7 separate regions of the Mus musculus genome follow, and all the other regions are linked to region 5. A link is a contact called in public Hi-C, capture Hi-C and promoter capture Hi-C data. All regions are on one chromosome and are shown on one strand. The core of a region is the stretch at or near the end of the contact, and the rest is flanking DNA. Distances in the headings are between cores, read along the strand shown.

What was found. Promoter capture Hi-C pulls out the DNA fragments that hold promoters and counts their contacts. Hi-C and Micro-C count contacts between places; a contact is called where the count stands out from the background. Capture Hi-C pulls out chosen DNA fragments and counts their contacts.
Region 1: a capture Hi-C map of macrophages shows a contact between it and region 5, with 8 times the contacts expected there. The contact joins the promoter of P2ry13 here to the promoter of Mbnl1 in region 5. A contact is called at or near these places in 3 of 39 promoter capture datasets (hippocampal neurons, liver and stem cell-derived epiblast-like cells), 9 of 115 datasets of contacts at active chromatin or transcription factors (the NIH/3T3 cell line, astrocytes, cardiomyocytes and 6 more) and 2 of 9 other capture datasets (adipose tissue and macrophages).
Region 2: a contact with region 5 is called in a promoter capture Hi-C map of hippocampal neurons, with 5 times the contacts expected there. The contact joins the promoter of Med12l here to the promoter of Mbnl1 in region 5. A contact is called at or near these places in 3 of 39 promoter capture datasets (hippocampal neurons, liver and pre-B cells), 2 of 484 Hi-C or Micro-C datasets (cerebellum and embryonic stem cells) and 5 of 115 datasets of contacts at active chromatin or transcription factors (T-cell acute lymphoblastic leukemia, astrocytes, embryonic stem cells and 1 more).
Region 3: a contact with region 5 is called in a promoter capture Hi-C map of pre-B cells, with 7 times the contacts expected there. The contact joins the promoter of Eif2a here to the promoter of Mbnl1 in region 5. A contact is called at or near these places in 5 of 39 promoter capture datasets (the 3T3-L1 cell line, hematopoietic stem and progenitor cells, liver and 2 more) and 3 of 115 datasets of contacts at active chromatin or transcription factors (large pre-B cells, regulatory T cell precursor and thymic regulatory T cells).
Region 4: a Hi-C map of liver shows a contact between it and region 5, with 4 times the contacts expected there. The contact joins the promoter of Siah2 here to the promoter of Mbnl1 in region 5. A contact is called at or near these places in 2 of 484 Hi-C or Micro-C datasets (the Ba/F3 cell line and liver), 3 of 115 datasets of contacts at active chromatin or transcription factors (astrocytes, large pre-B cells and thymic regulatory T cells) and 1 of 9 other capture datasets (adipose tissue).
Region 6: a contact with region 5 is called in a promoter capture Hi-C map of stem cell-derived epiblast-like cells, with 5 times the contacts expected there. The contact joins the promoter of Gpr171 here to the promoter of Mbnl1 in region 5. A contact is called at or near these places in 9 of 39 promoter capture datasets (the 3T3-L1 cell line, the C10 cell line, the HPC-7 cell line and 5 more), 2 of 484 Hi-C or Micro-C datasets (LSK cells and macrophages), 10 of 115 datasets of contacts at active chromatin or transcription factors (the 230-238 cell line, the NIH/3T3 cell line, acute myeloid leukemia and 6 more) and 1 of 9 other capture datasets (adipose tissue).
Region 7: a promoter capture Hi-C map of embryonic stem cells shows a contact between it and region 5, with 4 times the contacts expected there. The contact joins the promoter of Clrn1 here to the promoter of Mbnl1 in region 5. A contact is called at or near these places in 2 of 39 promoter capture datasets (embryonic stem cells and hippocampal neurons).

The regions. Positions count from the first base shown.
Region 1 is chr3:59,209,236-59,212,702 of GRCm38.p6, forward strand. It overlaps P2ry13 (purinergic receptor P2Y, G-protein coupled 13), which reads right to left and starts at 1,647. Exons shown (of 2, transcript NM_028808.3): 1 at 1,587-1,647; 2 at 1-1,123. The coding sequence starts at 1,120. The coding sequence ends at 107. All of the region lies in intron 15 of Med12l (mediator complex subunit 12-like), which reads left to right.
Region 2 is chr3:59,005,215-59,008,757 of GRCm38.p6, forward strand. It overlaps Med12l (mediator complex subunit 12-like), which reads left to right and starts at 1,764. Exons shown (of 44, transcript NM_177855.3): 1 at 1,764-1,886. The coding sequence starts at 1,788.
Region 3 is chr3:58,524,177-58,527,379 of GRCm38.p6, forward strand. It overlaps Eif2a (eukaryotic translation initiation factor 2A), which reads left to right and starts at 1,645. Exons shown (of 14, transcript NM_001005509.2): 1 at 1,645-1,910. The coding sequence starts at 1,883. It overlaps Serp1 (stress-associated endoplasmic reticulum protein 1), which reads right to left and starts at 1,708. Exons shown (of 3, transcript NM_030685.3): 1 at 1,234-1,708; 2 at 907-982. The coding sequence starts at 1,317.
Region 4 is chr3:58,690,334-58,693,981 of GRCm38.p6, forward strand. Siah2 (siah E3 ubiquitin protein ligase 2) reads right to left here and starts at 2,055. Exons shown (of 2, transcript NM_009174.3): 1 at 1,063-2,055. The coding sequence starts at 1,482. 4930593A02Rik (RIKEN cDNA 4930593A02 gene) reads left to right here and starts at 2,256. Exons shown (of 9, transcript NR_045167.1): 1 at 2,256-2,288.
Region 5 is chr3:60,499,839-60,503,067 of GRCm38.p6, forward strand. It overlaps Mbnl1 (muscleblind like splicing factor 1), which reads left to right and starts at 1,341. Exons shown (of 10, transcript NM_020007.4): 1 at 1,341-1,585.
Region 6 is chr3:59,100,547-59,104,121 of GRCm38.p6, forward strand. Gpr171 (G protein-coupled receptor 171) reads right to left here and starts at 1,275. Exons shown (of 2, transcript NM_173398.3): 1 at 1,041-1,275. The region is part of intron 15 of Med12l (mediator complex subunit 12-like); the gene reads left to right.
Region 7 is chr3:58,883,818-58,887,060 of GRCm38.p6, forward strand. It overlaps Clrn1 (clarin 1), which reads right to left and starts at 1,395. Exons shown (of 3, transcript NM_153385.3): 1 at 971-1,395. The coding sequence starts at 1,223.

The DNA.
Region 1 (3,467 bases), core at 397-2,896, 1.3 Mb before region 5:
TTTTCCTGTAATGCTTAAATGAGGTCTCCACATAAATGATCTTTTGAAATCCCATCCATAAATAGACGTGAGGCCATGCGTGAAATTAACCTGTGGGACACAGTGGTCAGGCTAGGGTGATGTTGTCTGTCTGACTACTGTGGTGGTCTTCGCTTGATCCTGCTGTTCTTGCCTTTCCCCATCTCACACATGGCACCTTTTGTGTGAACTTCTTGCATAAAATTATGTATATTAAGGGGTCCATACAAATGTTAGTTGTTGCCAGAAAGAGAGTTGCTTCTTTAGCAATAAACAGCTGGTTTTCTAACCTACAGTCAGTCTTATTGGTGGTTTGACTGTAAGTGTATGGTATTCTGACAAAATGCAGTGGGGCAAAGCAGACAAAGAAGACAGCCATGACGATAAATACCTTCACCTCCAGCCGCTTGTGCCTGCTGTCCTTACTCCTAAACTTCCTATAGGAGTTGTACACCTTTTTGGTAATCACCGCATAAAACAGAAGCATCAGAATAAACACAGCCCAGAAAATGAACTGGCAGGTGTGACTGACCACCTGATGCCACCACAGCCCAAGGGGACTCTTCAAAGATGCACACTTCTTCACGGATGATGGCGTTGCCTCCTTGTTCAAGATCATGTTTGGCAGGGAGATGAAGAACATCAGGGACCAGACGGAAATGGAGACTGTTTTTGCGAAAGCCGTCTTTTTGACAAAGGTTTTCCTGAACGGCATGATGATCTTGAGGAACCTGTCGAAAGCGATGAGGCCCAGCATCATGATACCCACATACATCGTCTCATAGAAGACCACGGAGGAGAGCGTGCACACAAATCCTCGGAGCTGCCAGGGCGCAAGGTGTGAGTCGGAAAGGATTTTGAAAGGCAGCATGAGTGCCATTATCAAGTCTGCCACCAGAGTGTTCTTGAGGTAGACGATAAAGGTGGAATTGCTGGGGATGTGGACGAACACCCAGAGGGCCACGGTGTTCAGCAGGATGCCTGCCAGGAAGACCACAGTATAGAGAACCGGGAACAGCAGCTGTGTCATCCGAGTGTCCCTGGGGCACCGCTCAGACTTGTTGAAGCCCTGCATCCCAGTGGTGTTGATTGTCCCGAGCATCAGCTATTACACATAAACATGCACACAGAGAAAGATTACACATAAGCAGGCATACAAAGGAAGGTAAACAAAGGGTCCTTGTGGATTGGCAGATAACTACTTCTTGTAAAAACAAACTTACTATTTAACTCATTCAGCGGATTTGATTCTTTGGCTAGAGCTTTTTTGAGCACATAGCTTAGTTTTGTTGCTGTTGTTGTTTGGTTGGTTTTTGTTCAGTTTAGTTTTGTTTTATAAAGTCCTGTTAATGTCTACCCTTGTGAAGTCCAAATAGCAAGCACCAATCACTACACGGCGGTGACAGAACCTAATTTAAGATGTAAGAGTACAGGGTAGTGTGTCATGCGTTATGAAGTACCTTATGCTTGCAGCCCGTGATTACAGAATATTATATTTAGATTTCTAGAAAATTTAACCACCTTTTACCTTTTATAGCAAGCAAATTCATAAGAAAAATTAAACTGACCTTTGTTTTGGAAGAGACTCAGCTGTATGAGTTGTGGCAGTTACTAGCTCAACCCACGAATAGCTTGTGAAGTAAAGGTTCTGCTTTCTTATACTGCTTTTCCTTCCTCATTTCCCCTTGTGGGCTTCTGTAATACCCACATTTTCTAGAACCTCTTTGTCTTTAGACCTTTGGAGCATTTACCAGTAGTTATTGGTTGCGTGTTCTGAGTATTGAATCCAGTGCTGTCACCGGCTCTGCAGGCACGCCACCACGCCATATTCTTAACATGTGGTCTATTTTATTATATTAAATTATATGTGTAAGGGCGCATATGCATTCAGGTGCCCTCAGAGGCCAGAAGTGTTGGATTCCCTGGAGCTGGGGTCCAAGGTGACTGTGAGCTGCCTGGAGTGGGTGCCAGGAAAATCCCTTTAACCGCCGAACTATTTCTCTAGGCCCAGTGTTTTACTTTTTATTATTCACATTCAGCGACCTTATTGAATACTTCATATGTAATAGTAGGAGTTAAAATGATGAAGAAAATAGTATGAAATTACAATCAAGTAGGAGGAGAAGACTTGATCTGAAAATCAAATCATCTTCTGTCCCTTACAGCCTGGGCGTGCAAGAAGTTTGTATGTCTAAGGCTAGGCTTTGGTTGTTGGTTGCTTGTTTGTTTTGCTTTGTTTCCTTTCTTCAGACATTGCTGTTAGTCTTTTGATCCCTAGATCTGTGGCAGATTATGAGTCACATTTCCCAAGAAGTGGTAGCTATTATTCCTGGACCTCTGCATTATTCGGTATTATGTTTAAACAAATGTTTTAAGAGCTATATACCTCATTCTCTCATGTAGCAAGTTTGAAATCATCATCTACTTCATAGGAGTGTGGGGGAGGGGGACCGATGGACCGACCCAGGGCACATCAGTGAAAGCTAAACATGCCAGCCGCTCATTGCTTGGGTTCCTTGAATTGCCCAGTTTGAGTGGAGCTACAGTGTGGCACTTTTAGGAAGCCCTTTTGGGAAACCACCTCCATTCTTGAGACTTAGAGAAGTTTTGAATCAGGGCTGGCCTCAGATTGGTACAGTGTTTCGTTTTAAATCTCAGGGAGTGTGCAGAAAGTTACAATGTGTGACAGTCTGCTTCCCTGCCCGACAGATGAAGGGAAAGAGGAAATCAGATGATCCTGGGGAGGATGTGTGGTTCTCTATGGCAAGTTTCACTTCACCGTTCTTGCCACGCGCTTACCGTAGAGATGGACCGTCTTCAGGGTTTGGCTAACTAGTAATTCCTATATTACTTGGTTGAGAATTTGGAATCCATTGATTCCACATTTGAACATTTTAAAATGAAATGTACTGTGTTTCCAGGGAACGTTGGTTAACTCTAGGGAATAAATGGCACATTGTAAAAATTTTCTTTTTGGCTAAAATATGTTAGGATTTACTGATGTAATGCCCCTTAACTTAAATATATATCCTTTTGCTTTATAAGAGGATAAAAACCTAGCAAAATCAATATTTTAAAGTAGGTTTATTGTTAATTTTAACCATAAACACAGTCAATTTTAAATTTCTCAATAGCCCCCAATCCAATATAACATTGAAGGTCTGGAAATTTTTACTTTAAACAAGGGAAATTCTGTACAGGATAATTTCATAATATGAGAAGTAGAAATCACATTTTGGTCAAATTTCAAAATGCCAAATGTGGGAAACTTTGAAAAGAGGAACTGATCAGCAATGGACATTTCTAGGGTCACAAAGGTACATTCTTTTGGTTGTGAAATACATATTTATTGTGAGTGTGTGAGTGTGTGTGTATGTGTGTGTGTGTTTTCCTTCAGTGGGTTAGTTATATCTTTCCAACATGTGGGTTTCATGGATTGAGCTCTGCAT
Region 2 (3,543 bases), core at 514-3,013, 1.5 Mb before region 5:
AAGTCATCTAGCCTCTCCGAGCTGACACAATTTCCTCATTTATAAAGAAGGTGAAGTAAAACCGTGGAAGGGTTTGTTGCTAGAAGCAAATTCAGACCATCAAGCTCATACAACCAAAGGAGGACTCGATAAATGGCAGCCATCATTCTTGGCCAAGTGCTGGCGCGTTCTCCTGGGCGCGCCTCCTGCAGGGTCCCTTAGGACACGCTGGGCCCGCCTCCGAGGCTAGGTCTCAATGCTCACGGCTCTTGGCCCCGCATCTGTGTGTCTACCTGGAGCAAGCGAGGGGCGCCGGCAGGTGGATTGACCAGATCCCCCGAAAGGATCGCCCCCTCCCCGCGGTTCCCATCCCTGTGATGCGAGCAGGTGAGGTTTCGCCTAGGCTGCCGGGATGGCGACCCCAGGAGGGGTCGAGGCGGAGGGCGCAGCTCGAGGCCCGGGGTCCCTCCTGGGGCTGGTTCCATAGCCGGGTTAACCCTGCAGCCAGCTGGGGCGCAGGGCCCGTGGAATGCGCGCTCTGCGGCTGCGAAAACCCGGAGAGGCAGATGGGAGCGCTCGAGGCGCTCGCAGCCAACTCCTCCGCGGTCCGGCCGCCAAGCTGGGCATGCTCAGTGCGGCCGCCGCGCCGCCGTCCGCCAACTCGGGAGCTCGCGCTCCCGGGCCGTGGGGGCGAGAACGCTGGCGACAGCGAGCGACGCCCCCAGGCAGCCGCAAACTTCGCGGCGTCCGCAGTCTGGCGAGCCAGACACCTCGCAACGTCAAATCCAATTCCCCAACCCTAACGGAGCGATGGAGGCTGCGGCCGCCAGGGCGTCCCGGCTGCCCGCCCCTGCCTAGCCGCTAGCTAGGGACCAACAGGTAAACTGTTGGGGGTGGGGATCAGGGCGCGCGACGTCTAGGGGTGGCCCGGGGAGCCCAGTCGCCCGTGCTCCCGATGTGTCCGTCGGTGCTCGCGGCCACCTCTGCTCACCCCCTCCCCAGCCCCGGGAGGGCCAGCAAAGGGTTAAGTCGGCCCCGCGCCACAGCGAGCGCGGCCCCCTCCAGCCGCCGCGGCCGCTGCAGCCGGCAGCCAGCAAAGCGCCCCGGCGCCGCCGAGGGGACCCGCGCAGCTCGTGCACTGGCTGAACCCGGAGGCACCGGCCTCGCTCGGCGTCCGCATCCTCGCCTCTCGCGGCCTCTCTCCCTCCGCGTCCGCGGTTCCGTGCCCGGGCGGCGGGTCCTCCGAGTGCAAAGCTGCGAGCGCCGGGCATGGCGAGCCAGGAAGTGGGCGCGGGCCGCTGCGCAGCACCTCGCGTGCCCGAGGACGCCTAGCTCTCGGCGGGCACCGAGCCTCCCGCCTAGGCGCCAAGAAAAGTTTTTTCCCCCTTTATGCCCCTCCCCCACCCCAGCCTGGGCCCCTCTGGGTGGGTTTGGGTTCATTGGTGAAGAAAGTCACACGTTCCCATCATCTGCTCCTCCCCCTGGGGACCGAGTGGGGGTGGCGGGAGGCCGTGGCCGCGGCGGACCCTGGCCGACCTCCAGCCCGGGCGCCGCCGCCGCCGCCCGCGGAGCAGGCGTCCCGGGGCTCGGCGCAGCGGGGTGCCCACGAAGGCGGCCCCCCTGAGCGCGTCTGCGCGCGGGCAGCGGCCGTCTCCAACCTGCTTTTTCTCCTGCCTGCAGCGCCACGGCGAGCCAGAGTGGAGGGAAGAGGGAGTCTGTCTGCAAAGTGCTGCTCCCTGGTGCTCAGAGGCGGCTGCTCCAGCTCCAGCTCCAACTCTCATTCATTTCGCCGGTTAACATGAGAGATCATGGCCGCCTTCGGGCTTCTCAGCTATGAGCAGAGACCGCTGAAGCGCCCGCGGCTCGGGCCGCCCGACGTCTACCCGCAGGACCCTAAGCAGAAGGAGGTAAGGGCGCCGGCGGCCTCCGCGGTTGTGCGGCGCTCCGCAGCGCTGACCCGGGGCCAAGCTGGCCCGGCGGGCGTCCCCGGCGCTGCGGGGGAAGGGCTGGGGAGGGGATCGGAGGCGGGGCCCGGGTTAGGGTATCAGGGACCCTGAGCTACTGAGACCCGGAGCCTGCCAACCCCCGCGCTCCGCTGGGCGATCGCTCTGCGGGGGGCTGGGTCGCTTCCCGGTTGTCGGGCCTTGCACTGCGCCGCTGGGCGCTTTACCGCTTCTACCTCGCTAGCATCTTCTTGCTCGCTTTCCTCCGTTTTTGCTTGTTTTATTGTTTTTTACTCCGTCGCTTCGATAAATCCTCGTAAACTTTTTGACAAATGCTGGAATGCAGTACATCGGACACTGTGGTCTTGCGTTTTGCGCCAGCGGTATGGGTACGGATGGGGGAGGGACCCTTATCACATCCTCCACTTTGGAATGGAAGTCGTTTTTTAGCGAGGTGATCATATATTTGGCTCGGTGAATGTACCTCTGTATCTCTCGCCTTTAAAAAAAATTTAAGAAAACAATATTGAAGAGAAACACCGAATTTTGTTTCTAGAGAGACAAATTGGCTTTCCCGGAGGCTGTTTTGTATGTGTAAAAGCAGACAAGTTATCTTAGAAAGGAATAGCTTCCAGATTACTTATTTTCTTTGAATGAAATTAAATGGAGAAACCTTGGCTGTTGCACATACAGTAGCTTCAGTGGTTATTGTAAGCTATGTAGGTATGTGTCAGGAGTTAAAAAGTAATTATGTAACAACTCTCCAGCCATAATAATGATCGCCCTTGGCTATACAATTTGCCCAGAGACTTGCCTATCTTCTCTTTTTTGGTTCCCCTGCTCCCCAGCTGTCCTTTGAGACTTTGCCAGCTACAGCCCACCCATCTTCTCTTTTCTATAGTTAAGCATGAAACTGCCATGTATTCTAGTCTTCCCGTGAGCCTGGAAAGTCTATAAAAGTTTGCGTGTCCCCTGATTTCACAAGAGGACTTTGCAAGTCAGAGTTCTTTCAGGCTTCTATTTTGATAAATGTATCCGTCTCTTTAGTAGAGGCTCAGCCCAGACTGGCTAATAATGTGTCTGAGAAATCATCACGAGCAATTCCTTTTGGCCTTCTCCCATTGAGTTTGAGGGTCAGGGAAGTCGATTGAAGATGGCTGGGAAGTTTACAGGTGGGCAGCATGTGCTTATGCAGCTCCTAAGGTCTGGAAAGAAGAGAGACTCTAAAGACCAAGTGTAAAGAAAGGTGATTTTAAAAGTTTTGGCAGGGATAGGGACATTCGTTTCTTAACTTTTCTCATCTTATAATTAGTGCCTCACTAGGTCTTTCTGGAGAGTGACGTAGCTTCGGGTTGGTGGCTTGGATTAGCATGTGTGCTTGTTTATTTAGCATTTATTTTTACATATGACAGTCACTTCAGGACTTGGATCCTGGAAAGAATAATTTTGGACATTGGGTCACTTTCTAGAAATCTAAAGCTGGAAGAAGTGCCTGTAGAGGGTACTTTTTTCCTACTTTGATTTGAGGAGATAGGGTGATTGCAGCTCAGAAGCGCTTGCTTTATCTGAAGTGTGTGGTGAATAAGCACACACTGGGTTATCAGCGCAGCCCTCCTTCAGC
Region 3 (3,203 bases), core at 395-2,894, 2.0 Mb before region 5:
CTTTTACCTATAAGATGTACAAGAGATATTCCAGATGTGAAATTATTTTAGCAATAACTTGAAAGCACCAAAACAAACACGTTTTTCCTACTATTAATTTATTTCCAACATATCCTTAAAGGCCTGGTTTCCTAACACATGCACATTTCTTCATTCTCACACAGCTGAAATTCAATAATCTTTTTGTGTTACATAAACTGGTTGGCTCTTGGCCACATATCAAGAAAGCTTCCGGTTGTTAAGTTTAGAAAAAAGGCAAAGTGAAATGTTAAATGAAAATCTCAGGAACTGTAGAATGCGGCAAATAAAAGCATCTGTCTCAATAACAGCAGCTTGTCTATTAAAGCAGCAGGCAGAGCAGGAGGACAGTCTGTAATACATCCATCCGCAGGGGCAAGAGTCTATCATCTTAAAACCAGGCTGTCTTAATAACTAATCTTACCTGAAAACACTTGTCTCATACATTAAATATCCCAGCAGGTATGTTTCCTCTACAGAAAATCAATTCTTTGTACTACCCTTACTTTATATACTTAGTTTTTGACATAGAGACCTTAGGTACTGGTATCGTTCAGTCCTGTTCTAGTATCCAGATGTTCACGATGTTCGCTAAGTTTTTTGCAACACTATCGATAATAAAGTTACAATGCAAATCAGAGATATTTGGTGCTTAATTTCTTCTAAGGGATCATTAGGAAGATCTAATTTCTCTCTCTCTCTCTTTTTGATCTTCAATGAGCATAAATCAAGGTAAGAGAAATTTCTGGGGCACCACCCTCTGTGGTACAAGTTATCCAGTTCACTAGAAACAATTCTCTTAGCAGGTGGGTTGAGAACCACGCGGGTAGGTAGGACTCGCCACTCATCCACGTCATTCCAAACCGCGAGAGCCCCCCAAACACTTACCAGAGCCACAGACAACAAAAATGAAGAGGGCCAATAACCAGGGTCCTACCGACGCCTTTTCTTCGGGGGCATTTCTCTGCAAAAAGAAAAAACCCGGTTTCAAATGCAGAGAAAGCACTCTCGGATCCCGGGCTCCCAAGGCCTGCACCCCAGGCCAGGTGGCCGGCCGGCCGACTCACAGATCTCTCCCCCCACCCCAGATTCCACCGCAGCGGGAGTCCGGAGTCAGGCGGGTCTGGGGAGAACTCGCCGCGGCCCCGGCCGGGCGCGGGGCGCGGGCCTCGGCTCCCGGCCACGACATGGAGCGGGGTGCCCACTTTCCCTTACCGAGGTCTTAGCGACGTTGCCGCGCTGAGTTATGTTCTTGCTGTGCTTCTCGTTGGCCATACGGATCCTCTGCTTGGCGACCATTTTCGCAGCGCCACCTGCCCCAAGAACCTCTCGGACTCGCTCGCTCGCCGGTCCCGGGCCACCGGGAGGGAGGCTCGGCTCTGATCGCGGTGCCTACGCCGTCTACAGCCACTGGGCCGGGACGCGGAGCGCTGGAACACCGGCAGCCGCCGATCGCGGCGGTCTGAGCAGCCTTTGGGGCGGCGTGCCGGGGAGAGCGGGCCGCAGGGCCGAGAGGCAAGAGTCCAACCACCGGACAGTGCAACCGGCAACCTCGAACTAGTTCGGGTTCGGCTGCCAACGTCAGCACTGGGCAGACCCCGCCCCGCGGAAGTGTGGACTCCGCCCGCTCCGGAGAGGGAGGGCGAGCGCCGGCCGCCACCGCAGCCAGGCTCTTCCCCGCTCCGGAAAACGAGGAGCCAGAGCTGCGCGTGCGCGCTCGGGAACCAGACGTGGATTGGCCCCGAGGCTGGCGGCGCCGGAAACACCGACTCGCAGACTTTGCGCTTGGGGAGACGTGTAGAGGCCGGGTTCGGCCTTTCTTGAACTCTCACCCCAGCGCGTGGGTTTCTCTTTCCGGGACAAGATGGCGCCGTCCACACCGCTGTTGACAGGTGAGTTCCAAAAGAGCGAGAGACTCTTCCTTTACGGTGATTTCTTTCTGTGTCTTCGCGCTGGAGAATTCCTTAGCAAGCCTTGGAAGTCCGTCTTGCCTTTCCTCCTGGAAGGACCAAACTGTCTTTTAGTTTATTTGGTAATAGCATCCCAATGGGAAGTGAAGTCTCCGTCCCCAGTAGTCCCTCCTCCCAGTTATCCATCCATCGTTCTTCATCTTCCATAGGAATAGACAGGTAACAGAAAGTATTAGTTTGATGTGTGACCTGTGGTCTGCAATGCCGGGTGTTGCTTGGACCCTTCTTAATAGAAGAAACAAGACTCTTCACACCGAATTCATCTGAACTTAAGTATTATTAAAAATTATATGCTCCCTTATTGTTATGAGGTTTGTGGGAGTTGATAGGGAGCAAGACATTGCTAGTGTAGGTTAGGTTTCATGCTGAAGATGTGGCTTAAGGTGGCGACAGTGAGCAGGATAATGATAGTCTAATGTTTTCGATTGAAACAGCTGTGAGACAGTATTTAAGAAGTAGAACATGAGAAGACGCTAGGAATTTAAAGCTGACACATATTGTGGTGCTTAAACAACAACAACAAACTTGGACAACACTGGGAAAGGTGCTATACTATGTTATGGCTTGGGTATGTAAGTTTGAATAAACAAAAGATTCAAGTAGAAAAGAAGTGGGAAAGAAAAAAATCGTTGATAACAATGTAAGAAGAAAGATAGCATCATTAGGACGAATGTCTTATTTTTGAGAATTGGAAGTTATGTCCTCCTGAGACACGGCAAAGCTTTTATACTTCTGCCAGTCTAGGAATATACATTTTTAAGAGCCATGCTTATCCTGTTCAGATAGACTATCATAATTTATTCGCCAGATAGTTATGAGGTGCTAGTTGCAATCTTCTAAACACTGCCAGATAGTTGAGATTGTTTTCTTTTGTTTAGATTATTTATTTATTTATTTATGCGTCTGTATCTGAGCGTGTGCACAGGAGTACAGGCCTTAAGAGGCCCAGAAGAGGGTGTGGGCTTCCCTGGGGCTGGAGTTAGAGTTGTGAGCCTCACCTTAGATGAGTGCTGAGAACTCTATTTATTTCTTCTTAAGAGAAGCAAGTACTCTTAATGCTGAGCCATCCTCCAGCCCCCTGACACTATTTAAATGGCATAATTATGTAATTCAATAAATTGCTTCTCTGTTACTTAAAAGCTTTACTACTAAATGAATATTTGAATTCGACCTAAAAATTAGTACATTAAAAAGGGATTGAAGTTCTGCCCTTTT
Region 4 (3,648 bases), core at 805-3,304, 1.8 Mb before region 5:
TAGTAAACCTGGTTGGCAGAGGAAAAAAAAAACACTATCTCTGTGAGTATTAAAAAAAAGAAGCTTTCAGATATAGACATGCATGATTCCATTAATTTAGCCGTGAGGATGTAAACACAGGTCCTAAACAAACCATTGGAGCCATGGGAATGAGAGCTCGGACTTTGACTTGTGGTTTGCCCACCCCACCCCACCCCCCAGCACAGGCAACTAAATAAAATGCTGTCACTGGAGAGAGAACTAATAACGCTCTTAAGTGTCTGCGTTGAGTCCTTGTGGACTCGAGTTCATCGCAGTTAGTCAAACAAACAAACCAAAACAAAAACCAAACAGCAGCTACAACTTCTGAGTCCTCCGCAAGTCTGGGAAGCTGAGAGAAGGCGTGGCTTGCTGGGTTTTCTGGGCTCCCGTGCTAAGCAGGCAGTATCCGCTTCCCCTTACAAAGCGCTCTCTCAAGTGCTCCAGATCTTGGGCACTGGGTCCAGGAGGAATCCAGGACCGTTCTCGCCAAGCTCAGCGCTGGAAACCGTCCGCTTCCTTCCTCCACAATCTCCACTGCCAGCTTCCCTGTTCACATTAAGCTGCCCAGGCTTTATAGAGCACACCCCTGCGGTGGACGCGGCGGCACTTGGCTGGGAGAGCTGGGATGCTTCTAAACCGTCATCAAGTGCCAACTTATCTACAGTCAGTGCTCCGGCAAACGTCAACCCTAGTTGCTAGTTCCCAAAATGGACAGGTTGGCCTGGAAACAATAGACAAGGTACACACACGTACACACCGGAGACAGAGAGAGTGCGCCAGAGAGAGAGAGAGAGAGAGAGAGAGAGAGAGAGAGAGAGAGAGAGAGAGAGAGAGAGAGAGAGAGAGAGAGAGGGAGGAGAGAGAGAGAGACAGACAGAGAGAGAGAGAGAGAGAGAGAGAGAGAGAGAGGAGAGGAGAAAGACAGACAGACAGATGGAAACAGTGAAATGCCATTCGCCTCTTAGGGCCTTCAAGTGCGCTGGAGGGCACCGGAACTCTGGAAGGTTCCTTGGCAGATCTGCGGATGGTGGCTGGACTTACCTTACAGGGAAACAGAACTGCCGAGGCGACCTTCTCCATAGCCAGGTTCCTGATGCTGGGCGTTAGGGCGCCCCTGCACGTCGGGCAGCAGCTTAACTTCTGGCGGCATTGGTTACACACCAGGTGCCCGGCCTGGCACTGCAGAATGGGGGGCAGGACATAGTCAAAGCAGACCGGGCACTCGAAGAGCGAGGTCAGCTCGTGGTGCTGCGGGGACACCGGGTCGGCCCCGCCGCCGGCTCCGGGGCCTGAGATCACCGCTGCCGCGGCGGGCACCGCGGACGAGCCGGGGCCCGCTGCCGAGATGGTGGCGGCGGCCGGGGGCGCAGCCGGGGACGGGGCGTGCGGGGTCTGAGGCGGCGGCGGCTGCTTGCTGCAGGGTTTGTTAGCGCTGGGGCCGGTGGAGGACGGGCGGCTCATCGCGCTCCGAGCCCACCATGGACCTGCGGGCGTCTGCCTGCCGCGGGGCCGCCCGGGTTAAGGCGGTGCGCGCCCCGCGGGTGGCGGGCTCCGGGGCAACGCCACGGCGCCCAGCCCGGGGGACCCAGCGCGGACCCGACCGGCACCGGGAGGGCGGGGACCGGACCGCGCCGATCCTCTCGGCGGCACCCGGATGGTCGTCGCTCTCGGGGCTCGCGGCCGTGCGGTGCCCTCCTCCGGCGGCGTTCTGGTGCGCAGAGCCCTGGCCCACTCGCTTCAGGAGCGGCAGCTGACGCAAGCCCCGGGGGCGCGCGCGGACGTGACGCTAAGACACGTGTGCGGCCGACCCGGCACTCAGGGACTGGCAGAGCCACCCTGCGGCCCGCGCAGCTCCGCCCGACCCAGCTGGCAGCGCCCGAGCGGTTTCCTCGCTGGGAGCCCTTGAATGAGTCGATCGCCGCCGCGTGGGGTCGCTTCTCTGCGACAGTGGAAGCCGGCAGCCCAGGGAAAGGACGTAGCCCGAGTCTCCCGACCCTTCCCAGGGGACCTACGCCGACCCGCACCGACTCCAGCTAGAAGGGCAACTGCTGGCCCGGCGTGGGCGTGGAGGGCGCGCGAGTGCGCCGGGGGCGGGGCGGGGCTGGGCGGGGCGGGGGGCGGGGCTCGGAATCCCACGTTTCTTTTAGCCATTGACGCGCTGGAGCAGCTGGCGATCAGGCTACTCGGCCGGTAGCTTGACACGCGGGGGCGGGACCCGGAGTCGGGCGGGAGCCGCGCGAAGGCCTCGGGTGTGGCCCGGCAGTTAGGTACGAGGGTGGGCTCTTCAGTGGTTGGGACCTTAACGCTAGGTTTTCCTTCGAAAGCCCACTGGCGAAAGCTTCTTGGAATTGGCCGCCTCTGATTGAGAGAACCTGAACCTCTTTGACAACTCTGACTCGATGGAGAATTAAAACCTCCAAGGAATACCATACACGTGGGTTGGGTTTGTGAGGCCCCAAATGACAGGAGACCCTCTGGTGCCTGAGTCCTTAACGTCTAGTCCTGGTCCAAACCTTAGGCTTTTAGCTTACTTACCTGGGGCTTTGGGAAGAAGGAAATGGGTGAGGTCAACCTACCCCTTACCAACCCTCAGCTTGACAGGATTGGTGCTGGATTCTTCCTGAGTTGTCTTTGTACACCCGACATATGGAAAGTCTCTAAGATCCCCATCTTAGAGGTGTAAAAGGCACCCACGGGAGCTGGAGGGACGCCTCAACATACTACTCTTAGAGGACCAGACTTTGGTCCCCAGCACCCACAACTGCCTGTAACCCCAGCTCCAGGGGATCTGATACCATTTGGTACCAGTACACATTATATACACACATGCCCATAAATAAAAATAAACCTTAAGTGTGGTGGGGGTGGGACAGGGGACATCTACAGCCTACCTTCCGGTCTAGCAATAAGAGAACTCTCCGAGGGTTCCCCTAGTCTCAGTAAAACTTATTTCCAGGTACTCTTCACCATTCAGAACCCCAGAATTAGAGAGCGCCTGAGAGTTTGGAGTGAACCGTATAATGGACATACCCTGCACACAATTGCTATGGCAAGCGTTTTATGCCTGAACTGATGACACTGGAATTGGAAAAAGCTAGTATTGATACTCTTTGTAGGAAAACAGAGATTAGTCAGGATAGGGTAAAATAGTGCCCTGTGACTTCGAGCGAAATTCTTTTTAATATCCTGACTTAGTTTGTGACTGTCTTGTGTGCACACGTGGAGGTCAGAGGACAGGTTTGTGGGAGTCGACTTTCTCAAGTTGGCAGGCTTGATGCAGGCACCACTACCCTCCTGAGCCACCTTCCTGGCTCCAGTCTCCTACTCTGTAAAAGTGAATTTAAACAATTTGAGTTTCTCTGTGCCATTCTTGTAGAACCTCATCCATCATAGCCACCTTGTAAATGATAGCCGTAGTTTAAAAATAACAGTGAATATTTATTATTAGAGTCAATGAATAGAATCTGCTCAAAGAAAAAAAAACAAAGTTAAATTTTGTAATCTAGAAAGACTTCATGAGTAACTGGGTTATCTAAAGTTGTAGAGAAAAACTTAGTGATACATGCCACCTAATCACCCTGCAAATATTCCCTTTGTGTATGCCAGCCACTGTCCTGAGAAGAGTTC
Region 5 (3,229 bases), core at 91-2,590:
CCTAGCCAGCTAGCCTATCCAGGCAACTCTCTTTTTATCTTAGCAACTTCTGCACATCCTTCAAGGCGCTGCTTGCATAAGTTCCTCCAGGGAGCCTTCCCTCCTTTTCTCAAGGGCATTTTGGATATTTGCCTACCATCTTAGCACCAGCTGGCTGGTGCTCTTTTCTACCATGCTGCTCCAAAAAGTACAATCCGTGTACTCCATCCTCCTGCACTTACCTCCATCCTACCTATACTTAACTACTTCTGCCATAGCTCACATTCCATCCAGTTGCTGGAATGAATGCTGAGAAAGTCCTCAGGCGCTGGTGGTTACTAATTGTCAGTTAGAAACTCCCTGTCTCTGTTCTCTGAGAAAATGCTACTGTCATTCTACTTTGTTTCCATTGTTGGGGACTTGGGAACTTTTAATAATTAACACTGAGAAGTGGTACTAGTTAATTAATTAATTATTTCAGGAAGGGATCAGTAAGCAGCAAGTCCGTGTTTCATGGACCAGCAGAGGATCAAGATCTGTTACTAGTACCTCTGCAAACTAGTGGAGTACTTTATTTATTTATTTATTTATTTACTCCGCCTAGGAGAGTGTGCCTGACCCACTCAACAGAAACAGGGAGGGAGAAATCCAGTTTGCATTCACTCACCTCAACTCATGTTCAAACCATGAAACAAACGTTTTTATAGTTAAAAATCATCCCTGACGAAGTTATCAGAATTCCTTGAAATTCACTGGAAATCCCGTCCGCAGATCTTCAAACTTTATCTCTTCTCAGAAGCCCAGAATTCTTTTCTTTCAAAGCCAAGTTACAGGACAGCAGCTAATGAACTAGGAGCTGGTGTTTCATTTGCTCAGGCGGGCAGTTGCCCAGGGCTTGTTTGCGTGGGAGTACCTCTGCAGCGCCTAAGATGTTATTTTATTTTAAAAGAGGGAGCCCTGCTTGCTTTCTGTACACCACACTGCAGAGTTGGAAGTAAGGGAGCCTTTAAACTGCAAGTTTTATTTGCCGATAGGACAGGAAGGTGGCCTGGGTTTGTGTTTGGGTGACGATCAGTTTTCTCGCAGAACTCCAAAACTGTGAGTGCTGAGAAAGATACCCACCAACACCCGTGCAAGCTTCTTTCCCGCCCTTCGCCTTCCAGGTTCCAGGCGATGCGCTGCTTCTGCTGCTGCAGGCCGGGCAGCTAACTCTAACCTTCCGTCTAACCTTGCGGGCCTCGCGGGCTGGGCGCGGAGCCCCGGGAGCTGGAGCGGCGGTGAGCGGCGCGGGCCCGGGCGAGCGAGCGGGCGGGCGGGCGGGGGCCGGGGCTGCGCGTGGGAGCTCTGCGCGTCCGCGCGCCTTCCTGGCGGGGCTGGCGCGGGGGAGGGGCCGCGCAGCGGCGGAAACCGGCGCGCGGCGATAAGAGGCTGCACGGCGACATGCCACAGTCTCTCGCCGCAGCCCGTCGAGTCGGGGCGCTCGCCATGCTCCCGTGACCCGGACCCGGCCAGTTCCCTTTCCCGTGGCGGGCATCCCGGAGTCGCGATCCCACAATGCCCCGGGCAGTCGGGGCCCCGGCGGGCAGCCTGCACGGCCACGTGAGAGGTGAGTGGCGGGGCGGCCGCGCATTGTTCTGCGCTGCGGGCGGCGCTGCGGCGGCCTCGGGTGGCGCTCGGGGGTCCCCGGGCCGCACCGCGATCGCGCGCTGCGGCTACCGGCCCTGTCCCGCGCCTCCCTGCGGGCCCCCGTGGGGCGCCGCGGGACAGGACTAGTGGCCGGTGAGCCGGGGCAGGTGCGTGGCCGAGTGCTGTGAACTCGGTGACCTCTGCCAGGGTCGACGGGGGGCGGCCACTGGTCGCGCGGGTCCCGGCCGCGCCCGCATCCCTCTGCCGGGGCTGCCACCCAGCACCGGCTTCATGTGGGCCAAGTATGTGCACGCAGAGGTTAATGCTCTGCTTGCCACCCATAAATTACGCATGACATGTTTAGTTGGGCTGCCTTATATGGAGAGTGCTGTATTTCAGTCCAGTGTGCTTTTTGCCAAGTTTACAGGGAGGAAGACGCCCTGCTTGAGAGGGCTGCCGCTTTTCCTCCCTTTCTGGTGGTTTTGTAGTGCGTCACTCAAAAACTGTAAGAAAAGTAAGTATAGAGCTTTCCGGGTGGAGCCACAGTAGGCTGGTAGAACAGCTTTCATGATAAGTAGTCAGTATATGGACTGGTTTTTTAAATAAAAACAAGAGAAATATGAAACCTTTCCTCACTCCTCCCCCCGCCCCCCCAAAAAAAAGACCGAGTCTGATGTTGTTAGTAATGTGCCATATGAGAATACTTTGATTTTAGAGGATGTAACGTGAGATTTAAAGAAATTACACACACACACACACACACACACACACACACATACACACACACACATGCATGTATGTATAAATGGAGCTGAAGCCTTCCTGGCTAGCCCACAGCATTTTACAGCTACATGGGTGTTGAGACAAGCCTATTACGCTGCTAAGATGGGTTTATGTGCGGTATGCATCCCCAGGATTAAAAACAAAGTTAGAAGCAGCCTGGAAGGTTATTGCCACTGTTTTAGGTTTCTGTGTCCACCAGCACAGGCACAGACCATAGCAAGTGATTAATAAAGTCTGCAACACTCTGAGCTATTTCACAAACAAATTAATTCAAGGAGAGGGAAGTCATAATTACGGCCTTTGGATACGCAGGTCTTCTGCAGCATGCTTTGAAATAGTACACTAGTGGGCATGTTAGACCTCCTTCCTGGGTTTCAACACAGTGTTCATACAAGGAACTTACTTAGGCCATAACTTTCCAAACCAGGCTGTCTCTGTCTATGGCTTTACAATGTTGGTGTTGTTACCTGGTCCTATTTGTAAGATAAAATTCTGATCCCCAAAGATAAGTTGAAGTGAAAGTTCAAGGACTGCAGAATCCTTGAACAATTTAGTTCAGGAGGCAGATGTGTTAACTATGTAGTTGGTAGCCTGAAGACAATGAGTTATTTCACAGCGGGAGAAAGCACGTGGCTGTCACTTCCATCTTTGCCTCCTTAAAAGTTGGTGACAGCTAAACTAGCTTTCAAGAAAGCCATCATGTTCCAGTTTCTTGTATTTGTACAGGGTTACACTTTTTTCCCCAAGATCTAGACATAGTTTTTTATGTTTCTATGTTTAATGCAGAGTTTCCTCAGTGAGAACTACTTAGTTGAAGGTTGTGTTCATAGAACAGGTTGGC
Region 6 (3,575 bases), core at 25-2,524, 1.4 Mb before region 5:
ATTTCTGTAGCCTTTACCCTTCTCTGTTTTTCTGAGTCTTGTCTATTGACCTGTGGGCCTGAAGGAGACCCTTCATGTCTGAATGCCACTTCAGGCTTCTCTGACTTCCTTATAGGCGTTTCAGATGTTATATAGTGTCAGTAAAATAGTTATTTGTTTCTGTGAGTGCTGGATTGCCTGAATAATTATATGGCAAACTCTCATTTTATTGGTACAGATTATAGTAAAGAAAAATATTATAATAGCTTGTCAAGATTGGCATTCTCTGTAATTAGAACTGACCATCTGTTGCAGAGTGGAGTAACTTACAGTGGGTTACAGTGTAACCACTCATTCAGTAATGCGGAAGAGTTTGAGTGCTCTGCACTTGCTTTTATTAAATTGTGTCTAGAACGCCAGGAAAAATAGTTCCTCAAAACCTTGCATATATTGATGAGAGGCAAAATTGTACTATAGTAGCATCCCATGCTCTCTGTCATAAATCTGAAATCTAAGAGCTTGATAAACATTGTGACAACAATATCCATACAAAGTAGGTGTGCTTGGCAGTACTCCAGCAAAATGAAGAACAGACTTTAAATATCTCTATGGTCCTTTCTCATAGATTGCTTATTCCTTGGGGTGTAAAACTTAACTAAACTAAATGAAAACTTAGAAGGTTTTCCATGGGAGTCATTTTTGACATGTTTTGAAATTTGCTAATGTCGGACTGGTAGAGGAAAGTCTGGTTAAGATCTACTGGGGAGATATAACATGGCCTTGCTTATCATCAATCTAGCTAGAAAACAGTAGCTCGTTACCCTTGCCTGAGTTATTAGTCTAATTTGAACTGTAGTTTTTAAAAGACAGATGAGACCAAAGAAAGCAGGAAGTGCTGTTAGAAGCCCACAGATCAGATCTAATTACAGTTTGTTTAATAGTGGTTGCCCTACCACTCCAAAGCCTTGGGACTTTTGACTCTTTCTCTTGCAACACTGAAAATCCTGACATTGGTTTCTATGAGGAAAAAAAATGGAATGAGCTCATTGAAAAGGACGTACCTGGCTGTGTCTTCTCTGGCCTGAGAAGGCCAGGGTCCTGGCTGTCTTTTCTGGCCTAAGCAGGCCTGGGTCCAGGTTGTACCTGGCTGTGTCGTCTCTGGCCTGAGAAGGCCTGGGTCCTGGCTGTCTTCTCTGGCCTGAGTAGGCCCAGGTCCAGGTCTTCAGAGAATCAGGAGCTATTTAGTTACCCACAGTGACAGCAGTTCCATTTTGCAGGGTCGCCTGCTGAACTAAGAATTTCCTTTCCTTCTTGTGTGGTTTTAAAATGCTAGAGATTGACGTAGATGAAACTGTGGTTTGCAAATGGTCTAAACTGTATGAAAGTCTCCTGAGGAAGTTTTTGTAAGAAAACAATTTCATCTGTCTAAGTAACTCAAATTTGTCAGTTACTGTTTTAGGAAAAAGAATTTTAAATTATCCATGATAACGTCTTGCCTCATGTATCTTTTTTTTTTTTAAAGTAAAAGTACCACATACTGTTCTGTTTCATAATAGTTTTTTAAAAAAATAGTGTTAAACTCTTGAAACTGGTATTGAGTTTATGAATTAAAGACAGTAAGGTACCTAAGCAGATAGTTTTTTAGTTACTGATATCAGTACTTCAGAGGTACAATTATTAAGTAATATTGTTGCAGCTTGTATTTATTTAAGGTATTTGTTGATTGAAAAATAACACAACCACATTGTGGCTGGCAGACACCTGTAGCCCCAGCATTTGGGAGGCTGAGTCAGGGTGATAGCCACAAATCTGAGGCAGCCTGGGCTCCATGGTGAATGTAAAACCAGTCTAGGCTATCTTGTGAGGCCATCTGGAAATTAACACCGTATAGAGTCTGGTATGGTATAGTTACCTTTTTGTTGTTCATGATAGAAAAACATTTTTCTACATTTATTATTTTGTATGTATGCATGTGAGGTACATGTGTGTCAGAGCGTGTTTGTGGAGTTCATATGACAGCACTGAGGAATCGGTTCCCCTTCCACCATACAGGGTTATACTCAAGTTGTCAGGCATGGTGGCCAGCACGTTTCAATCCGTTGAGCCAGCTTGACAGCTCCAGTTTAGAAACAAAATCTTGAAATAAAATAAAAGAACACCGTTAGAAGAACAGAGAGATAACCGCTGTTCCCTTTCTTGGTTTATGGATTTAAGCTTTATTTCTGCGTTTACATGAACCACATAAATGTGACTGTACAGGTGATTAGAGATTTTCCTTCACAGATATGCTACATGTAATCCGGGGAGGTGGCACAGCAGGTTAGAGCACTTGCCATACAAGTCTGATAAACCAAATTCAATCCCTAGAGCGTGGGGAGCGAGAGGAGAGACTCACTGTATGAACTTGGCCTTTGACTGGCACTTGTGTACCATGACACACACATATTCACACTCACATACACATAATCCTAATATTACACTTCTAAGTGTTAAGGAACACATGTCACCTGCTTTCCATGTTATGAGACTGAAAACAATCAGAAAGTATTTCTCGTCTTGACATAAACAGCTTGATAAGTTGGGGCATTTATTTAGCAACTTGTACCTTATATCACATGATTATTCTCCTACAATAAAAACAATTTAAGTGGTGTTTAAATGGAGCCCAGCTCTGAAGTAGCATGCCTGACAGCTTGCTAGTCTGAAGAAGAAGTTTTGCCTCATTAGTGATTGATTTTGTTTTGTTTTTTTTATTTATCTTTCATTGGTAAGACTGGATTCCCACTACCCACTGCCCCTTTCCTTTCGGAGTTACCAGAGATCAAAGCCTTGATGGTAGGTAAGGGCAAGACTGGCTTTTATGAAAGTGAATATGACCTTCTAGCCCAAACAGATTTTGAAGAGTGATACTATGCTGGCACATACTTAATTTGTAACTGCCACACTGTGGCCTCTGTAGGAGAGACATTTGCATGAAATAAAGTGTGTGTCCATTAGAGAGAAAGAGAATTTAGGGGTGGAGTTGGTTGCAAGTTGGTTGATGAATAGACTTAGTGTGATACGAAGGAGAATGGGGAGAGGATGTTTCTGGTGAGGTTTTACTTCGTTTGGGATAAGCTTTTTAATCTTTCACTTTATTTTGAGCAGGCTTTTATCTATTGGCTTCCTTGCTTCTTCCCTTTAGGTTTAGATGAACAAAGCCTGCAAGCAGCTAAGTGTTGTTACAACTCGAGGGAGGACCACCATTTACGTGTGGGTTGTCAGATGTGAGCGAGCTGAAGTGCCCTGAATCTTTTTCTATCCCTGCACCTTCATTTCTAGGGCAGTGATAACTCATCTGTTTGGTTTTTGTGTGTGTGTGTGTTTATGAGATAGGATCTTGCCATATAAACCCACGGTGGTCTCAGACTGACAGGAATCCTCCTACATGAGCCTCCCCACTGCTAAGATCGCAGGTATGTGTCACCGTGCCTGTCAGGAGCTGACTTGGTTATAGTAAAACTAAATTTTGTTTTCTTTTTTGTTTGTTTGTTTTGTTTTGTTTTGAGACATGGTCTCATTATACAGCCCAGCTGGCTTTAAGCTTCAGATCCTCC
Region 7 (3,243 bases), core at 145-2,644, 1.6 Mb before region 5:
TAATTTTCATTTAATGAGTTGCCCATTCTCATAGTAGCTTTTTTTAAAAAAAAAAAAAAACTTCTCATCTCAAGATAAGCATGTTATAAATACTCCAGATAGCACTCCCATTTTGCACAAATAATGACAGAAAATATCTCCTACTCCCTGCCATATTTGAAGGTCAGTCAGGTTTTGTGTACTGTTGGTGTGCATTTCTCAGCAGATCACTTTAAAAATTTTGTAGGCAAATAATTCCAAATTGGTTAAATATGAAAACAGAAGTTGTTAAATCAGCAGCCAGGGTTTTAGCAGTGTGGGGCAGGCTAAGAAACACAGTCATGGGCCAATGGAAATGCAAGTAAACTGGTCCCCTTTTAAAGGACAAAAGGCACAAAGACCATTCCTTACAGAGTTCCTATTTTCTCAAGTACTGTTTTTCTTTAACAAAGATGCCAGAATGTCTTATATTATTAGTAATACTTAAGAATCCTGAGGGTTATACTTTCGTTTTTGAAAATTCACACACACACGCACACGTACACATACACACACAGAGGGAGACAGAGAGAGAGAGAGAGAGATGCATGCGCATGTGCTCAAGTATGTGTGTGAGTGCCATAGTGTGTATATGGATGTCAGAGGTCAACTTGGGGAACTTGGTTTTCTGTTCCCATCATGCAGGTGCTGAGGATGACCTTGGCATCACATAGCTTAATGGTAGTCATCTTGTCAGACTCTTTAAAGGGTTATGCTTTCAAAGAGCATAACATCGTAGCAATTAATTATAATGATCATAGTAAAAATAGCACGAATAAAAAATTAATAAAAATAAAAACCAAAACAAGGGAGAAAAAAAGAAAAAAGAAAACAAAAGCTAAACAAGTTGCTTAGAGTCCTAATAGACAGGGCAAGATCCTCTTTATGTCTTTGCAACAGCTGGAAGAATGTTCAGAAAGCGTTAAGTAATTCAGATGGAAGTGTTACTTACATGAGAACCGGAAAGGCCTTGCTCCTAACCCACATTGCCTTACGCCTTCTCCGTGGAAAAGGCCATACTGCATCTCGCCCATGAACTTGTCCAGCTCCTTCCCTGACGCGTTGACAAGCAGAGCCCCTGTTTTGCAGAGGATAGTGGCTTTAACCCACAGTGGGGTGCCCACTGCTGTCACCACTCCAAGAGCACAGAGAAAGCTCAGTACGCCAGCCATGCAAAAGATGATCTTCTTCTGCTGGCTTGGCATGACGAGAAAAGGCTTCGGTAAAGACAAACTTGAAAACAAAGACCTTTGTGAGCATCAAGTAGCGACTGCCCCGTCGGCTGCATTTATCACAGCAGCTGAAAAACACTGCCCTTCCTTACAGTGGTTCCACCAGGCAGAACGCCAGTCCGTGAAGCATCCTTCCTCACCCACTGCGGGCTTTGTTCCTCTTCTGCTGCTGCTTTCCTTAAACAGAAATCTTTGGATTCAGAGTTTGTAAAATAAAACTCTTCCAAATTGCCTGCATGGTCCCCTCTCATGTCACTTACTAAGAAAGGTATAGGGTAACAGATGGAGTCCTCCGTGTAACTTGAGAGAAGCCAGTCTTCCCTAGCCTGTTGTCTGATTGGGTGAGCTGAAGCCTTGGCTCCGACAGTAAGTTTGCAGCAATGCGAGACATCCACGTATTGATGAGTTTTTATTTCTGGGTTTTGTTTGCTCTCGGCCATGGGAGAATGGGAGCTTTGGCACAGGTAACAATAATTAATCGATTTTTAAAATGTTTCATTTTAGTTTGGTGAACCATGGCTCCGCATTGCATCTGGTGTAGACTTGAAGATCCCAGAGCTATACAGGCCTGTCCTCTTCACCCCCAATTCTTCCACGCCCACAGTTTCTATGGAATCTACTTAGAATTTGATTCAAACTCTTTTTGAGGCACAGAAACACAGAGCTACAGTTGAAAATGTGTACATTTAGAAATGCTTTTATTTGAAAGCATTTGGCTGTTTCAGTATGACAGCAAGGGAGCCCGGTTGTGGGTCCAAGAAGCAGCCGAATGTATAAAGGTAAGAGTACTGACGTAGAAGGAAGCACTATGATTAGACAGAGCCACCACCGAAGAGCGGGTCTCCAGGGAAAGTAGCTGAGAGTCTAGAGACAAAGATCGGAACGATATTATGTAGCAATGTGTATTTGGTTTAGGAATTAAGTCCTGAAAGCTCAAGTGTGGAATCCGTTGACTACTTCTTACTCCTGGGTGCCCAGTGAGGATTCTCACGAAAAAAATAAAATGGCCCTTTTTGTTTCTCTGTCTCTGTAGGTCTGCCTGTGTGTTCTGACTCTCTGTCTCTGACCCTTTTTCTGTCTCTGTGTGGTCTGTCTGTCTGTCTGTCTCTCTCCCTCTCTGTGTTCTGTCTCTCTGTGTATGTCTTCTTTCTTTCTTTTCCTTTCTTTCTTTCTCTTTCTTTCTTTCTTTCTTTCTTTCTTTCTTTCTTTTCCTTTCTTTCTCTTTCTTTCTTTCTTTCTTTCTTCCCCTCTCTCTCTCTCTCTCTCTCTCTCTTCTTTCTTTGTGTCTGTCTGTCTCTGTGCTCTATCTCTCTGTGTATGTTCTCTCTCTCTCTCTCTCTCTCTCTCTCTCTCTCTCTCTCTCTCTCTCTCTCTCTCTCTCTCTCTCCAAGAGAGAGATTGTTTCCTGAGTATTTGTGTATCTCATTTTATGCTGGGCTCTGACTTTCAGTACAAACTTGACTCCCATTCTCTGTTAAACATTTCATCTGTTATTTAACTCTTGCAAGTACTAGAGCAAGTGTGCTGCTGCTGCTGCTGCTGCTGCTGCTGCTGCTGCTGCTGCTGATGATGATGATGATATTCCACTGTACAGATAGATGCGTTGAGCGGGAGAGATCAAGCAACACACTGAACTTATTAACAGGGTTCTGTGATTTATGTTATTCTAAAGCAAAGTGCTGGCCTTGAAGAGAGGGAAGTGCTTCAGCTGGGTTGGGTTGGAAGTACCAGGGCAGGGTTGTCCATTGCTATTTGTACAGCTCAGGTCTCTGGAGAATACAGATATCTGTAAATAGAACTGCCTGCGTGACCTAGACCATATGTGTGTGCTAATTTCTATTGTCTTCACCCACCTGTATGATTATAGCTTTAAGGAAACTCATAGCTGATTAATTTGACTCTGAGCCGTAGACGAGTCTCTTTACTATGCATAGTTTGAAGGGGACTTTGAGCTCCCAATCTTGAGGTACAAGTGAACAGCTGTGCTCTTTCG